Regions from separate parts of the Gossypium hirsutum genome. Here region 2 is linked to region 1. A link is a contact called in public Hi-C data. All regions are on one chromosome and are shown on one strand. Each heading gives the region's core, a stretch centred on a gene start, on an enhancer-like site or on the middle of the called end of the contact. The rest is flanking DNA. Distances are from core to core; before and after follow the strand shown. Region 1 has its middle 4.2 kb from the start of LOC107956490. Region 2 holds the start of LOC107953010 (putative expansin-A17).

Region 1 (5,606 bases), core at 3,065-5,564:
TTTATATTGTTTGATATCATAGTATGTTAAATGCATCATTGTTTTTTTTCTTTTAAAAATTTTATTTCATTTAATCAAATTTTTTTAAAAAATGAGACGATGTCTTTCGTATTTAGGAATTCGGGAAATAGTGCTCTAACATGCTGGGTTGCGATTTCCCGTTTGTCTAAATATCTAAAGTATCCTTTTTAATAGATTTTGCAAATTATGAGATGATTTTTAATTACGAAAGTCTAAGAATATCGTGTCCAATCATGCTGGATGTGATGTTAGCATTCTTTCGAAACAAAAGAATTTCGATTTTCAACTCAAATTATTGCGGTTTTAAAAGAGATCTTATTTCTAAATTCTTTCAAGTTTTGATATTAAGACAAAATTATTCAATTTGGTACCAATTTTGGGCGTTACGAGGGTGCTAACCCTTCCTCGTACGTAATCGACTCCCGAGATCTTTTTTCATAATTTCGTAGATCAAAATGTTTTATAACGTGATTTAACCACACTTTAAAAGGTTGGTGGCGACTCCTAATTTCAAAATACCCTCTGCATTTAAAAAGTGGGTTTCGACAATTATTTTTTTCCAACATATGAATTTTGGATATTGTTTAGATGTGACGGTGGTAGGAGATTTTGGATCTAGTTCTTCTTTCTTTAATAAATAAAATATTATTATAATTCATATTTAATAAGACAACTTTTAAAATTAATAATGAATTTTTATTGAAATGCCTCATATTATATATAAAATTTGATTTTAATTTTTATATATAAAATATTTTATTCAATCACAAGCCACTTATAATATATATAATTATTAATATAACATTGAACATTGTTTTATGTTTATATAGTACATAAATAAATAAATATTTTTATTTAATATAAAATAAATAAATATATTTATTTCTTTAAATGTATATAATTAAATCAAAATAAAAAGTTTTATTATATATTTAAGCACAATAAAAGTTTTATATATATAATTGCATCAAGTTAAAATTCATGTATCAAATTATATATTTGATCAAAATTTATGCTTAATTGTTGAAATAGCACAACCCTACATTTAAAAAATACGAGGTTGTGGAGTGGTAGTGCTACTATAAATAGAGGTGGTTTCTCCACCTTTAAATAATCCCTAAAATTTTCATTTCCTTCATAAGGCAATTTTCCCTCTTTCTATTTGTAGTTTTTCATTTATATCTTTTGCAGTAAAATATATATAGTAGTGTTCAAGGATGTAAGTGTAATTTATCAAACTTCATTAAAATTCCAGTGTTCTTTATTGGTTTTTGTTTAATATTTTGTAGAGTACATTTACAGTAATATATTATGGTATTAAATCATATTGGAAGGAGATTTTATTTAAGAGATTGAATTTTAAGTGGAATCATCTGTGACCTATCTAATCTTTATTGAAAATTAAATCTAATACTGTTTTCTAGTACAATAATTTACCCTTCTTTTACTCTTTTCGCACAACAGCAATTTTAAATCTTCTTCACATTTAATATATTGATGAGGTGCATTCGTTAGAAATTTTAAAATTATTTGTTAATTTATCCATGATTTGTTATAATACGAGATTATTATTATTTTATTCAAAATTTCTGCGTTGAATATCGATCAACTTGAATATACTGAAAAGGATATAAATGATTGAGGATTTTGTAAAAAGATTTTTTTTTTTTTTAAAAAAAAGATAGTGTCCTGATGAGGCCACTCCCAATACGATTTATATTCACCAAAACTTTCTGTTTAATTATAAAGTAATTTTAAGTTTTTCAGTTATTATCTGGTATGTAATAATAAAAATAATGTTGAAGATATTTATGTGCTTTTTTTTTTAAAAACACTTATCAAATCTGGTAATGATAAAATATTTTCTTTTTGCAATAATCTTCTTTAAGAAAAATTTATATTAACATTGAAATAGTTTACAATATTACTTCTTTATACTAACTAATGATATTATAAAAGTAAATGGACCGAATTATGTGAAACTTTAAAAAATATAAATTAAATCTCAAGTTTTAACTTAATATAATGGCCAAAATTATAATTTGATCATTGTCTTATAATCTAATAAAATAGCAAAGCAAACCCAAAAAGAACCGGAGCGACATGTTAGTCTCCAAGACCTCAGGATTTACAAATTATATATAATCATGTAACATTTTAATTGAAAAGTCAAAGATATTAATTATTTTGGACTAAATAATATTTTAAAAAATGTAGAAATTAAATATCAAATTTAGACATATTAATAGAAACCAAATTTAAAATTAAACTACTTTTCTATATGGTGTAACTTTTTTTTATATATAATTATATAGAAGATTAAACAAAAACTAGAATTAAAATTTGATGATTATCGTATAATATAAAAATAAAATAAAAATTATGACGAAGTTACGATCAAACATAATTATTCTAAATTCTAAACCCTAAATTATCTTAAGCTATGATTATTAAAATAGAGAAAATAGAAAAATAGAAAAATAGAAATCATGGAGTGTGTTTTCTTTTATTCGAAGGAAGAACAAATTAAAATGATTGTCTATGTATAGATATACACACATACATATAGTTATATATAACCAAAACGTCATGATTCATCTAGATTAAAAGAAAGATGAATATCAACCATTAATTGACTCAATAAGGGGAACTTGAGTAATGGTTGATGAGATATTAGCGAACGATATTGAAGATTTGTAATCAACAAATTGTTTGAAATATGAAATGGCATCTATTTGCCTTTGAACGAAAGAAGAAGAGGTGTCTCACATCACATTTTCATTATCTTTTCAAAACAATGACAACCAATCGACAAGAAAGATCAACTATCATTTTGGGATAATGGGATTAGACATTATGCTAAGTCCTTATTAAAGTCCCTAATAATTTCACTGATTAAAGTCCTTAATAATTTCACAAACAAACCCTTTTTTTTTTTTGCTAATTTACGTATAAGTTACTAGTGAATTTAAAACAAAACTTTTTATGTATGTCACATTTCTGAATGAAATATAAATGAAAGTTAATGTAACTTGTAGGAAATCGCAATCTAAAACTTGATGTTAAGGGGCAAATAATTGGACAAAATATATTTTACAGAATAATGACCCACAGTGTTGTTTCTTCACCTTTTCTTGTTTTGAAGCACATCACGTTCCTCCCTTAAGTGCCTAGAGAGAGGGGTCTATTCAGGATGACCCTTAATGTATCCCACTAAACCAGCCCCATTAACATTTAAAGGCAACATAAGCACATGCATTTGTCATATACATCTCTATTAAACACTCAAACTAACGCTGATTTCAGTTTAACCTGTACCAATTGACCTTATCGTTATCGTCTTCCACCTCTTAAGCTCGCCTTTCAACAACTAATAATTAAGCTGTTTATTTTTTAAAAGTGAAATTGGCATCATAATTAGTGAAATAGACAAGCCCTGAATCTTTTATGAGTTAGTCACAACTGAAAACCATGATTCACCCTCCTAAATAAAAATGTCAAAAAATTACATAAGGGATATGCTTTTAACTGATTTAAAGAGACCAAAAACATGATGGGGGAAACTGACTTTAATCACACAAGCAACAAAGCCTTAACAAGGGGGGATTAACATAATTATAAAAAGGCTTTGGCAAGTTGATTAAAGGCCCTTGTCTTGCTTTGTCAAACTAAAATCCCTGTTTTGTTTTCCATTAACTTTTGCATAATTACATCTCCCTCTCTTTTTTTATTATGTAGTGGAAAACGATAGTCAACTTTCATCACATATTATTACATCATTGAACCCCCCCCCTTTCTTCTTCTTTTTTTCTTTCCTGAATTGCTAATTATATATCATCTTGATGTTAGATTATTTTCCCAGGATGCAACTGCTTTGTTCTCCAGGGTTGAAATAAAAACATCCTTCATTAAATTTCATTGTCAGAGGCAATAATTAAGAAGGGGCAGGATTTTGAAGATAAAATAGAAAGTGGGAGTGACAAGGACAATGCGTTTGATTGATATATATTACCCTTTCCAGTTCAGAATAATAATAATATACATACGCAACATGAGCCGTTTGATGAGGAGCGGAGTGGCATTGACTGAAGGAGCGAAAAGTCAGAAGATTAAAAAAAGCGATAAAAGAGCAGCATGTCAACTGGGAAACTAATTTCACTTGGGTATCCTGTCGGAAGAAAAGAGAAAAGGTAGGTAAAAGTAATAGTAGAAATGAAAGAGATATATATTACTGATGATCATTTAGGTAAATATGGTACTATTTGAGTGACTTGAGTTAAATTTGAATCCAGACAGGGAAAATGAATCCATTATTTCTGTTTGGAATTGGGCTAACCGTGTTGGGCTAAATTAGAGGCTCACTGACTCAGGAACTTTGGCAAACAAGAAGGAACTGGTTTATAAATCTGTCGTCTAATCTCATCATGATTCACTTCTCATGTTCTCATCCTATTCCTTTTAAGACTCTGTCATCCTAATTCTGCTTGGTTTATCCCATTATTATCGATTTCTCACAATTTTAGCTTGTTCCGCGATGCTACCAAGTTTTTTCAACCCATAAAATGAAATATATTTGCAGCTCTGAAATTAGCAATTATGAGCCTTGGACTGGGCTTACAAACACCAAACTTGAAGGCTTACACTGTTACTATTAGGATCTGTTAGAGAAAAAAATATATATTATTTACTACTTGAATTTGATTTCAATGTTTAATTTGACATTTGAAATTTATTTTAATATTATTTTATCCCTTCACAACAATAAAAGTTAATTAAATACTTTTTAGTGCCATGAGAATGCATTGTGTAAAACACCAGACGAACACAAACAAAAGATGCACAAAATCAAACCAATAATAATTTTTAACCAAAAATGCTAATTTTTAATCTATATTTAAGAAATATGAGATTATAGAACAATCAAGCTTAATTTCTTTAAGGATTTGTATTAATGTTATCTAAAAAATATAAGTCAATCAAGATATTAGTGATCTCATACAAAAACTAATATCCCCAAATCATTCCATCAATAAAAACTTAATCTTACATAAAAATTCTAATGTATAACAAGTAAAGTCACAATTTTAATTTTTTAGACATCAAAGCTTGAAAAGAAAAGAAGAATAGTTATCAAATTAGAGAAACCTACTTAAAAGCATTAAAAGACTGATAATCTATTTTATAAAAATTATGGATAAAGTGTGAGAGAATAAGAAAAGTTTGAGAAAAAAAATAATGAATGTTTAAAGAGAATAAGAAAATATTTAATTTTTAATTTTAGTGGGTGTTTTTCAAATAATTTTGTGGGTCAATAACTCAATTTATTATTTATATTTTTTTATTAAGAAATATTTTTTTAGAAATTTTTTTGGGGTTAACTCAACATGTGGTTTCGCCATTAATTTCAACGTTTAATTTGGTACTTAATTTTTTTTTCTTTTTACATTTAAGTACTAATATATTTTTACTAGAACACATTTTTCAAACATTCATTAGACCATATGATACCATTCGATCTAGATATCAAATTGAATATTGAAATAAAATTTAGATATCAATTTAAAAAAAAATTAAATATCAAAATA
Region 2 (5,166 bases), core at 1,045-3,544, 170 kb before region 1:
AGAAGAGTACAATCCAACCAGGTCCATATATGACATTGACAAATTCAAGGAACCATTAGAGCACTCACCATGAGAAAATCTTGAAATGTTCCCATACAAGGAATTTTGGCTGATATTGAATACAACCATGCATGGAACAGGAATTGCAGCTGGAAGCGAACCAGACAAGTTATTGGAGCTCAAATCAAGGAAATACAAGTTCTTACAATTACCAAAGGACGCAGGTATTTGTCCAGTCAAGAAATTTTGTGCTACATTCAACATTTTCAAGTTAGAACATGATCCCCAAGTCTGCGGAAAAATGCCTTCCAAATTCACGTTTGGCAGCCAAAGGACATGGATACCGTAAAGTTTAACAATACTCTCAGGCAGTTCACCCTCAAAAAAATTGTAATCTCCCTCCCCGTACTCCTCTTGATGAAACATAAAGCTGGAGCCTTTTCTTGAAAACAGAGGACCATTCTTGTTCTTCAACACAAGCAATTTCAACTGCTTACAATCCCCCAAAGTCGGCGGTACAAGTCCACTCAAGAAATTCCTGGACAAGTCCAACGCTTCAAGATTCTCGAGTTTACCAAGACTTGAAGGAATATCATTTTGCAATATATTAGAAGACAGTATCAAAGACTTGAGCTCACCACAGTTACCCAAGTTGGACGGAATTGAACCTGAAAGCTCATTACTTGCAAGATGGAGATGCATTAGACTCCCACAATTTTCGCCTAACTCATTTGGAATTTCACCACTCAATTTATTGAAAGAAAAGTCAACAACTTGAAAACTTGTAATCGGCCCAAAAATTGCAGGAATGGTTCCATTCAATTGATTCCCAGATAAATTAATAACCCTCAATGAAGTGCACTTCTTTAAGGCGGCTGGTATAGGACCATGAAAAGCATTAAAACCTAAATCAAGAACTTCCAAAAGATTAAGCTTTCCCATTTCTAAAGGCAGCTCACCAAAGAATTCATTGAACCCAAGTGACAAAACTCTAAGCTTTGTAAGGTGGCCAATAGCAGGAGATAACCTACCCCTCAATCCAACAAATGAAATATTGTCATCAACATCAACATGCAAACAAGGATATAGCAAAGTAAAATTACCTCTAACTTGATCACCCTTCACTTCTGCTGTTTTTGATGCCGAGAGTTGAAGCACAGAACATGTAGAATTGAGGTTAGAGGAAAGATTAAGGGTGATGACTCGACCTTTAAGTGGGTCACAAGAAACACCATGCCAAAGGCAAGGGTCTTTATCATTTGGGTTCCAACTAGAAGTGAACCCTAGTGGGTCTTCAACTATAGCAGATTTGAGTTGCAGTAAAGCATCTTTATCACTTAAAACAGCTGCCAAGCTAACTGCCTTGCACACCAATAGACCAGCAAGAACAGAGAAGAGAAGTGTAATAAGTGAAAGACGATGTTTTTGAAACTTGGGTGCGGGTGGCATATTTCTGCTGCCCTGATGGAGGTTTCCGTTTCAAGTTTCAAACGACGAAAGGAATAAAAAATGAAGAAAAAGAAGCTGTAGGGGGCTGAAAAGTGAAGCGAGAATTTAAACATGGAGATATGGAGATATGGGCGGGCTGGAACTCGAAAGGTAGAAGGAGTTTGATTTGAAGTGTGAAACTGGGGAACTGCAGAAGTGTAAAAGGTGACAACGAAATGAACCGTCAAAGAGAAGAAATTAGAAAACAGATGGAGAAGGAAGATTGGGTAAAGTTCCAAAGTGTGAACATAGGACTGTAGAGTGCATGAGTGTCTAGGGAATTAAACTCAAACAAACTCCTTTTCAGTACTATTTTCCTTTTTCCATCACATTTACCTCCTTTAGTTTGTGTCAACTTGTATTAGTCACCAATTTAATTAACTAATGTAATTATGCCATTCGTATATTCTTTCTTTTTTCTTTTTCTTTTTTTTACTATATTTGCAATTATATGTAATTATATGTAATCAAGATCTGTCGTTATTGATTAAAAGTCCAAACGAAAAGAAAAATAAAGCCAATAATATGATTAAATAGAAGAATAAGAAAAAAAAGGTCAAATATCTTTGGTTGAAGATTAGTTTTGTATTAAGCTTTGGATTTTAGTTTTATTTTTAAATGGGTTAGGTTTGAATTTTAACCCACAAAAATACAAAAATAAATCTCCTTCTTCGCCCTTAAAAAGGCCCAATCATAATCTTTCTTGCGGACCATCCCTCGGATCCGACCCGTTTTGCCACTGAACCCAATTTAAAACCCAAATTACATAAAATTCGCGCGCATTCCTGATTTTCAAATTTGAAAAAACCGAGTGTCTTTCCAATTTCCAAACTCTATCTTGCTCTCTCTTTCAGGTAAGTTTTTCTCAATGATTTGTTGGGTGAGTTTTATTAAAAGGAATATTTTTCAATCCCTTTTGTTTGCTGGATTTCATGATGGTGTTGAGATGGAAAGTGAAAGGAATGAAGCTTTGAGGATACGCATGAAACCAAACGTAAAGCCTCTTTGATTTTTATTTTGTTCATCAATCAAATTAAGATCAAATTAGCAATGAAAATGTTATGGAAGTAATAGAGAAAGAACAATCTGAGACACACCTTGCTGGATTAGAAGAAATGGAACTGAATATCTCTCATATTCTTGAAAGGATCGAGCGCTTTACACAATTGGCAACCATAAGCATTATTAATCACAGTCCTTTCTGGTTTATATACGCAGTTGTTCATAAATTATATAACTATTTGTTTTCATTTAACTTATGGAGGTTTCGGAGCTATTGGAATCAAGGGAGACAATGTTCAAGGAACTGAGCAATGAATTTGAACAACGGCTGATCTCTATTCTATAATCTATAGATGGATGAGATTCTTTCCTTTTTTTTTCTTTCTAAATTTAGATTTATGGTTTTGTTTTGGGATACATAGAGAGCAGATGAAGAAATGGCAGGAAGAGATCAAGGAACTGAGATTAGTAGATGCATCAAACGAGGAGGCTAGTGCTCTGTTGAATAATGCTCGTTTTTTGCTTCAGAATCCTATATTTGATTCTTGAAAGGTAAACTCTCGTATTGTATTCCATTTCAAATTCCATGTACATTTGTTCTTGAACATAGAAGTTAAGTGATTTGTTGAGGTTAGATGGTTTCCAGATTTTTTAGTAGTTTCTGGTTGGAATAATAATTAAATCCATTCGCTGCTGTTTTTATATGCTTTCTTGATATCAGCTAATATGATGAAAATCAATACGTGCCTAAGGTATCCCATTCTTAATTACTTGTTTGGTAGATAGAATTTACAATGTAAAAGCCTCTTTAAAAGGTAGCCCTCTTGATTTCACTTTTTTTCTTATAGTAATAAAAATTAAATACAAATTCCCTTAACAACCAATTAAATTTATGAACGTGAAGCCACGTGTGAGCAATTTTTTTAGATGAAAAGTTTAGTAAGAGATGGCATGGTATCACCCATGTGCTATATAGATGTATGTCCCTTAAGACATGCCATGATATATGGTTGTACTTATCAACCATAGAATATGTATTTATTGCCTGTTTTTCTTGTATAAAAATAAGGCTACAACAATTGCAGATTCATGATGGTTGCATTGCAATGTACTGCTGCTACAAAACCTGTATAAACGTGGATTAATTATAGGTTAGTTGACTTTGATTCTTTAGTAGCAGTCTACGTTTTTGGACTTTCCATTTTTTTATATGCCTATAGAAGGTATAATCCTTTTGTTTTTGAAAGTCATATATCAACATATTCATGTTCGAACCTAAATCTGCATCTAACAGTCATCTGAGTGCAGATAATATAGGTTGCACTTGCAGAATTTCGTAACTGTTGAAAATCGTAGTTGCAGAAATTAAGAAATGGATTACAAGATTTAAAGCATATGGTTTCTGCCTAGAAACTATTTAAACTCCTCTTGTAATTTTATATTGCCTGCTTGACAATTTGAAGCACTACTGTACTGCAGATTTATATGGTACCACGGATAGTATAATACATTGAATTTACATAAAAATCCCAGCACCGTCTGAATCCCATGAAATTAAGTAGGAAATCACTTGTCATTGCCAATTATAATTAGAGCCTGCTTCGATCTAATCTCAACAGGATCTTGTCGGTGTATTTTCTTTATTATTTATATTATTCAACAGCTAAATAATTTTTTGATGCAGTGATCTGTCCATATGGATTATAATCTTCCCAATTTTCTCTCTCCTTTTTTTCCCAATCTCTCTTTTTTTTTCACACATGTTGATAAAATTAGTATTAGAACTTTTAAATATAAGGAATTGACATAAAAGGTTTGTCGTGTGGTATTGCATCTGATCTTTTCAGGGTTCAGTTTTGATAAATTGATGGTTGATTTTTTTCTTACCCTAATAATTCCATTTGTAGAATTTAGAAGTTCCAAGATGATTCCTTTTTCTTTTTGGTTATATTGTAACAAGGCAATATTAATGATTGAATACTTCTACTTTTGATAAAACGAAAATTCGATGATGCATTTAGCTTGACAATATTATATTTCACCTTAACCCAAGACTGCATAGATTGGAAACTCAAGTGCAGCATCAAGGTTCTTAACTACTGTCACATGGGTTTGAATATAAAATGAGATTTTCCGTATGACATCATGATTTACGGTTATTTTTATCATATATGGATCATCATAGAGCAATGATATCTTAATGTTAAAAAATTCCATCAACAATCTTTTCTATCAACTACCTAGTGGTCCAGCAGTGATTATAAATATATAGGATTCTCCCTTTGCTGCATCAAACTCATTCTTAGCTCTACGCGCATTACCATTGAAAAGAAACAATCCTTTTGTTTTTAGAGGAAACGGAGAAAAGAAATAGAATAATGGAGAGTTCCTATCAATTCACTACTGCGATACTCCTTGTGGGGTTATATTTTTCCACTAGATTTAACATAGCAGGAACTGCTCCAGTTTGGTTCCCAGCCCATGCAACATTCTATGGTGGGGTTGATGCTTCTGGCACAATGGGTAAGTTTAAACAACTTTTTCTTCCTCTCCATTGTGCTGGTCTCAATTCATATAAATTATTTTCTATAAAAGAGCTGTTGATCTTGAACAGATGATTATTGATTACCATGTTGGTTTTCCCAGGAGGAGCTTGTGGTTATGGTAATCTCTTTA

Evidence for each region. Hi-C and Micro-C count contacts between places; a contact is called where the count stands out from the background.
Region 2: a Hi-C map of leaf shows a contact between it and region 1, with 2.1 times the contacts expected there. The contact joins the promoter of LOC107953010 here to the enhancer-like site in region 1. A contact is called at or near these places in 2 of 34 Hi-C or Micro-C datasets (both in leaf).

Annotation. Positions count from the first base shown.
Region 1 is chrA07:28,252,614-28,258,219 of Gossypium_hirsutum_v2.1, reverse strand. No RefSeq gene overlaps it. Among protein-coding and RNA genes, the nearest start is that of LOC107956490, 4.2 kb to the left of the region's middle. Within about 2 kb of position 4,314, at least 5 of the 9 cell types and tissues checked have an H3K27ac peak or open chromatin away from gene starts, as enhancers often do. A contact at or near this core is called in leaf, where this site is marked.
Region 2 is chrA07:28,416,932-28,422,097 of Gossypium_hirsutum_v2.1, reverse strand. LOC107953010 (putative expansin-A17) reads left to right here and starts at 2,294. Exons shown (of 4, transcript XM_016888237.2): 1 at 2,294-3,042; 2 at 3,576-5,013; 3 at 5,137-5,166. The coding sequence starts at 4,869. It also overlaps the pseudogene LOC107953011.